2 separate regions of the Sus scrofa genome follow, and region 1 is linked to region 2. A link is a contact called in public promoter capture Hi-C data. All regions are on one chromosome and are shown on one strand. Each heading gives the region's core, a stretch centred on a gene start, on an enhancer-like site or on the middle of the called end of the contact. The rest is flanking DNA. Distances are from core to core; before and after follow the strand shown.

What was found. Promoter capture Hi-C pulls out the DNA fragments that hold promoters and counts their contacts.
Region 1: a promoter capture Hi-C map of liver shows a contact between it and region 2, with 6 times the contacts expected there. The contact joins the enhancer-like site here to the promoter of NAMPT in region 2. A contact is called at or near these places in 3 of 5 promoter capture datasets (fetal liver, liver and skeletal muscle), 9 of 47 Hi-C or Micro-C datasets (fetal heart ventricle, liver, psoas muscle and 1 more) and 1 of 2 datasets of contacts at active chromatin or transcription factors (skeletal muscle).

The regions. Positions count from the first base shown.
Region 1 is chr9:106,305,413-106,309,095 of Sscrofa11.1, forward strand. No RefSeq gene overlaps it. Among named protein-coding and RNA genes, the nearest start is that of NAMPT, 150 kb to the left of the region's middle. Within about 2 kb of position 1,684, at least 8 of the 83 cell types and tissues checked have an H3K27ac peak or open chromatin away from gene starts, as enhancers often do. A contact at or near this core is called in fetal liver, liver and skeletal muscle, where this site is marked.
Region 2 is chr9:106,159,794-106,163,562 of Sscrofa11.1, forward strand. It overlaps NAMPT (nicotinamide phosphoribosyltransferase), which reads right to left and starts at 2,048. Exons shown (of 11, transcript NM_001031793.2): 1 at 1,992-2,048. The coding sequence starts at 2,048.

The DNA of each region.
Region 1 (3,683 bases), core at 434-2,933, 150 kb after region 2:
TCCAGGTGTGTCTTGGATTATCTGCTGCTATTGTCACCAGTATTTTGCACCTGTATTTTGTGTATTTTGTGTATTTCACCTGTATTTTGTGTATTGGAAGAGCCTTTCCTAAGTCTCACCCAGTGGCCTACCTCAGAGTATCTGTCTAGGGGTATAGCTACCCTTCATTCTTTGCCTTGCCTTTCTTACCTGAACGCTCACAGCCTTGAGATCCCTAATAGTCATATAAGATGGCACATATTAACAACTTATAAAACTGAACAACAACAACAACAACAACAAATAACCCAATAGAAAAATGGGCGGAAGACCTAAATAGACATTTCTCCAAAGAAGACATACAGTTGGCCAGTAGACACATGAAAAGACGCTCAACATCACTAGTTATTAGAGCAATGCAAATCAAAATTACAGTGAGGTACCACTTCACACAGGTCAGAATGGCCATCATTAGAACGTCTACAAATAACGAATGCTGGAGAGGGTGTGGAGAAAAGGGAACCCTCCTCTGCTGTTGGTGGGAATGTAAATTGGTACAGCCAATATAGAAAAGAGTATGGAAGTTCCTCAGAAAACTAAATATAGAACTACCATATGATCCAGCAATCCCACTCTTGGGCATATATCCAGATAAAACTATAATTCAAAAAGATACATGCACCTATATGTTCATGGCAGCACTATTCACAATAGCCAAGACATGGAAACAACCTGAATGTCCATTGACAGATGAATGGATTCAGAAGATGTGGAATATACATATACACAATGGAATACTACTCAACCATAAAAAGAATGAAATAATGCCATTTGCAGCAACATGGATGTAACCAGAGATTCTCATACTAAGTGAAGTAAGTCAGAAAGAAAAGGACAAATACCATATGTTATTGATTATATGCGGAGTCTAAAATATGGCACAAATGGATCTATCTACAAGCAGAAACAGATTCACAGACATAGAGAACAGACTTGTGGTTGCCAAGGGGGAGGGGGGAGGGAGTGGGATGAATGGGGAGTTTGGGGTTAGTAGATGCAAACTATTACATTTAGAATGGATGGTTGGTGAGATCCTATTGTGTAGCACAGGGAACTATATCCAATTTCCTGGATGACCATGATAGAAAATAGTATTTTAAAAAAGAACGTGAAAAAAAAAAAACCTGTATTAATCACACACTGGTGGAACAGACACTGTGCCAGGCACATATCTCTCCTGGTTGACAGGTGATTCTATGTGCTCTAAGCTGTTCAAATGCCTTGCTCATCCTCCAATAATTTAGATTCGTCACTGCAGTCCCTCAGCCCTGGTTCTTTTCCTGAGGACTATGTGTACTTAAGGATCTTGCCACAGAAATATTAGACAAGGAAACAACTCATTCCCAGCTGTCCTGCCCTCAGCACAACTTAAGAAAGAATTAAGACAGTCCAGCTACTCAGCAACCCTCAGCAAGTGGCTCCCCTCATCTGCAAAATCCAGGTCAGAAGTGGATCACCACCTGCTCCTTCCTGGCTCCTTGAGATAAGTTTATTCCCTGGGTGTCCTGACATTTCAGGAACCTATGAAACTCACATTCACCACTGTTTATTTTTAGTGTCTCTGCTTTTATATTTAGAAGAGAGGCTCTGACAAGCCTCTAAGAGCAGCAGTCTTGCAATTTTTGCTGGAGCATGTGGTGGCCACGAGGAAGGAAAAGAAGTCATGCGTGTAATTCCCCAGTGATTTCCTGGAACTGGGACACTGCCCAAGCACATGTACCAAAAGGGACAGGAGAGGCGGTCAGGACTCACCTTCAGTTGCTCAGACCTGGCTGTTCACCCTGTCTCCTGGCAGGCACACACCGTCGCTTCACTTGTAGGGCTCCCGAGAGAAAGGCAAATCAAAATCCTGAGGACCAACAGAGTTCAAATTACTCCCAACCTGCGACTAGCCACATTTTCTTCTTTTCTGTTCAGTCACTATCAAGCATGTTCCTGTGAACTTAAGATTTTTTTTCAGTGTTACATGCATGTAGCATAAAATTCAAAAGGAAGACTCTGTAACATATTTCACAGACAAAGAGTTAATAGTTCTAATATTTTAAAAACTTCCTACACATTGAGGGGCAAAGGACCAAAAACCTGATAGAAAAATGAGCAAAAGACACAAATGATTCACAAAACATATGTATATACTCCTTTAAACATATTAATAGCTGTCCAAACTCTCATTACTGAGAGGTGTAACTTAAAATACTACGGTATATTCCACAAATGGTATACTATTTCTAACCTATCAAATTAATAAAAATTTAAAAAGCATGACCATAAAGTCTGTTGGGAAACAAGTTCTTATACATTAATGGTAGCAAGGTGGTACAACCTATGTGGAAGACAATTTGGTGCAATAGAAGACAATGTACACTTGTATTTGACCCACAAAGCCTACTTCTAGGAATTTACCCTGAGGATCCATTCCCAAGGACAGAAAAATACATCTGTACAAGTTCATTCATCTCAGTGTTATTTTTAATTACATAATGCTGAAACCAACCTAAATGCCCAACCATGGGAGATTAGTGGAACATATAAGATACATACACACGGTGGAATCCCATGCAGCTGTATAAATAAATGCAGGGGGTCTCAGTGAATTGATATGGAGAGAGTTCCCAGATATATTGTTAAGTGGAACAAGGTTAAGTGCAAGGGTGTCTATACTAGTATGCTACCTCTGATGTTGGAGAGAAGGAGACATGAGAATATATACACATATTTGTTTGCATAGGCAAAAATACACAGGAAGAATAAACCCAAAGCCAGGATCAGTTACCTAGAGAGAGTAGATGGGAACAGAGTAAATAAAATGCAGGAACAGAAGTACAGTGTATGGGCTGAGGGGGTGAGATGCCTCTGAGTATGCTTTTCTGTAAAGTTCCAACTTTCAGAATCATAATAATGCTCCACATGCAAAAAAAAAATCAGTAATTAAGATAAAAATGAAAATCTAATCAAATGGCGTGAGGGAACCCCAAATAAAATATGAATAGCAACAAGGGAAAAACTAACTCTCTTACAAATGAATAACATAATTTCCTATAATGTGGTTATTTAAGGAAGATACAAGAATTCTTTGATTTTATTTTTGCAATTTTTTTCTAAGTTTGACATTTTTTTTCAAAATAAAAATTAAAAAGTAAAAAATGAAGGGGTGGGGAAAAAAAGGAACTAACTTAACTCTGGGAAACAGTACTTTGGCTATATTTTGCAAGGCTAAAATATATAAGAATTTTGCACAGATATTGCATATTCTAGTTCATAATTTTGCTTTTCCCTGAGTTTGTAAGTACAGATTAGCAATTCTGAAGCTGCTATGAGTATCCTAGGATTGAGCAAACAAGTCAAATAGTATGAATAATGAAAGCCAAGTTTCTTAGTTTAGTAGAAAGAGTGTGACTAAGAATAAGCAGAAGAGTAAAAGAAACTGTTCTGTGGGATTAGAATTGGGGATATGAGCAATATGAGCTCTCTAAATCCATGTAGATCTCATAAATATAAATATGAATATCTGCAGGTAGATGGGTATAGAAATGGAAAGATGTGTGTATATGTATCTGTATTCCTTGCTCTGTCTGCTGCAAGGGAGTAGAAGCAATGACACTCTAGTTAGTACCAGTAGCACATTCAGTGATCATTCTCTTACT
Region 2 (3,769 bases), core at 798-3,297:
GGAATAAACTTTATTAAAAAGATGTAAATTCTGGAGTTCCCGTCATGGTGCAGCAGAAATGAATCTGACTAGGAACCATGAGGCTGTGGGTTGCATCCCTGGCCTCACTCAGCGGGTTAAGGATCTGGCATTGTGTGAGCTGTGGTGTAGGTCACCGACGCGGTTCGGATGTGATATTGCTGTGGCTGTGGTGTAGGTTAGCAGCTGTAGCTTGACTGGACCCCTAGCCTGGGAACCTCCATACGCCATGGATGAGGCCCTAAAAAGAAAAAAAAAGAAGAAAAAAAAGAAAATTCTAATAGTGCAGGTAAGTATGCCTTGCTAGCAGAATAGAAAACTTCACGCTAGAGGGACTACAAACTAAAAAAGCTTGCACTCTGCTTTGTTTTTAAAAGTTGGACCAACCAATCTCAGTTTACATTTCCCGTTTTCAGCAAAATCATAAGTTACTACATTAAAAAATTTGAAAATGATTTTAAAGATTTAGTTAATGAGGTCCTGGAAAACTATGAATGAGACCATTCTAAAAATACTCAAAATACTATGAATGAACTAAGTGACAAAAAGAGCATAAGTAAACCTCTATGATCTCCTGGCAATTGTGTAGAATTCCACTTCAAAAGTCCATTTAAAAGACCACTTGTTAAAGAAACTTGGTTCTAATCCATCTAAATTATCACAAGTAGAATATTAAATCAGCTGGAAAGAAAACAATATAAAACTTAAGTAAAATGGGATTCTCCAAAATACTTTATTGGAATTAAAAAAAAAAAAACCCAAAAACCCAAAGCAACAAAATCACAAAACCCCAAACTAAAAACGTCATGCTTTAATCACTATATTCTGAACTCTCGTGCTGTTCACAGTAAAAACTAAAATTTATTTTACGAAAGTGGGGTTTCCAAGCTGACAGCTCATCTTTTAGGTGTCCTGACTAACAAAATTTCTCAGCAAAGTATAGTCCAGTTTACTTCATATAATTTGGATACTAGGGGAAAAACCATTTGCCGGATTTGTCTCTAATCACTCTTCCCTTTTTACTAATGTACATGAGCTTCAAATAAAACGAGGTAGCTATACGTGCAAGGGTCCAATAGGTTTAGTAACACAAGGTTGTGCCGCTTTTCCCTCAACAAGTTCTCTAGGGTTAACTACAGTTCATTTAACTACTTGTGTTTCACTTTCTTTTTCACAGAAATCCTGCAGTGGTCCTAATGGGATAATGGCAGATTGGCTTTCGCAACAGGGGATATACGAAGCATGAGTGATTACCAGCAGCAAAGAAGTTTGAAACGGAGCCCAGAGGAGTGGGAAGGGGGAATCCATCAGGGTGACCAGAGACTGATAGCTAAGTGTCCTCTGCGCCCGAGCCACAGGCAGAGGAACGTGGCTGGCTGCTCCCGCACCCCTGAAGAACCTGGCCCACCCCTTCCTTGGAAAGGGACGTACCTTCCCACTTAGGGGGTGGGCTCACACGACACACCTCAGCGGGGGAAACCCCACTTCTCAAACCTCGTTCCCGGTCTCTACGGCAGAACCCTAGGGGCCGTTACCTAACTGACCCGGCTCCTCCAGCGAGCCCTCGCCCAGGCCGGCCCTGCCCTCCCCGGCCCGGGGCCAAAAGGCCGCGCTCCTGGGGAAGGCGTGCGCTCAGCCGGTGACGCCCCAGCCTGCCCGCCGCCCGCAAACCCGCACGAGCCCCCGGCGGCGGGCGCGCGGCACCGGCCCGGGCCAGCCTCAGCCCCTAGCCGCGCACCTCCGACCACGCACCCCCAGGCCCCGCCTCCTGCCGTCCATCCCTCCATCCCTCCTCCCTCCACCTCCTCGCCACTGCGGCGCCAGCCTCACCTGCCCGGTCCCGCCGCCACCGCCGTCCGCGCCTTCCCTTGGGGCCGCCTCGCGCCAAGACCCCAGCCCCGACACCCCGCCCCGCGCTCGTCCCCGACGCGCCCTCTCTTCCTCCGTCACCTGCCCCCGCCTCGAGCCTCTACCTTGTACGAGTCGGTGGCCAGGAGGATGTTGAATTCGGCTTCTGCCGCAGCATTCATCTCGGGCCGGAGTGTGGGGGCCACGCGCCGCGGGCTGCCCGGCGCGGCTGCGAGGAAGGAGAAAAATGGGCTTCACCGCGCTCCGTTGCTTAAGTCACCGCTCGGTCGGAGGGGGAGGGGGAGTGGAGGGGAAAACGGAGCGGGGAGGAGGGGCCAGAGGAGGGCGGGCCTGGGAGCCGTGACGCGGTGAGGGTGGCGGCAGTGTCGGAGCGGCGGCGGAGGCGGTAGCGCACTCACACTCAGGGGACTCCGGCGATCTCCTCACCCCGGTTCCCCGCCCCCGCCCCATCGCCCCGGCGGGGACGCTAGGGGCGGGGCGCGGCCGCGCGTGCGCAGCGTGCAGGGGGCGGGGCTGGGCGGGGAGGACGTGAGGCACGCGCTCTTTCTCGGAAACGCCCACCCCGGGAAGCCTGAGGCTGCGGGGCTGCCCTGGCCCGTGACCCCGGCGCCCGCCTGGCTTACGTCTCTCGGCCCCGCGCAGCGGGGCGGGGCCGGGAGGGGGCGTTCCCAGGCTCGCCACTCTTGCGATTAGCCGGTTCGCCTGTCCCGCTGGCACATTCCTGTCCTACCCAGTCCTGGCCCTTTTTTCAGAGTCCTCCTGAAGTCACGCCACCCGGCTGGGGGCCGAGGAGCCTCCCTCTGCTCATCTTCCCGTTCCCCTCGCGCAGTTACTCACCTTTGTCTCTGGCTTGGATTAAGGATGGAACCTTTTGCCTCCATCCCTTGAGTCCCTTCTGGTCCTCCTAACCCTCTCTTTAAAATCTGAACAGCTGAAGTGAGGAATAAAAAGAGCTGAGGAGCCGCTTTATAATCTGACGCATCGCCCTCGCTTTCCTCCGGCTCAGTGGCTGAGCCCTTTGATCCTCTTGGGGAGGTTTTGACTTTCCCCGATAAAATAGCCTGCGCCCAAAGTTGGGGGCTGAATTCAGTCCTCACAGATAATGAGAGGATAAGAACTCGCTGAATCTAATATTGCTGAGAAGTATACGGCAAAGGGCCAAGTCTTTGACAAGGTGCGAGACTGACTTTTATCATTATAATTGCTCAATCTTGGGAAACGGGTTGGCAACTTGGAAAAAAAAAGCAAAAAACGAAGTGAAACGACGTCGGATGACTTCATCCAAAGGCAAACCATCCATTTGCGCAGTTCTCATACGTGGTTGTATTTTTGAGTAAAACCAAGATTCCCTTTGTCTCTGGGATCAGCAGCTGCTTGTGTTTTTATTTTATTTTTTTAGATTTAGGTTTTACAAGATAGAAGTTGCTGGGGAAAGGGAATTTAATGAAAATTGGAAGAACTTTATAGATTGTAGTTCAAGCTAGTGGAAGTCTCATTTTATGCGGGGGGGGTGTGGAGGCTGTGAATGAAGAGAAATTCATCATCCGAAAAGAGACCGATTCAATTAAAAGCAACTTCAGTTCAGACGATGTCTTGGAGTCAGTACACATTGCTGACAGTCGCCTCCATCCATAGGTGGACCCCTTACAGGCAAAGATCACAGAAGTGGTGAGAAATCCCTGGGAACTCACCAAGGTAGTGAATAATTCTAATGCATTTAGGATTATTTTCAACAACAAAGTTTAAAACAGACGAGGCTTTTTGGGTTGACCTTACCTGTGTTTACTAGGGAAAATTACTTTTGAAAATATTTAAATAATTAAAAATATTTAGGGAGATTTTGTTACATTACTTCAACCGGTACAATTCAAAGAAAAATGAT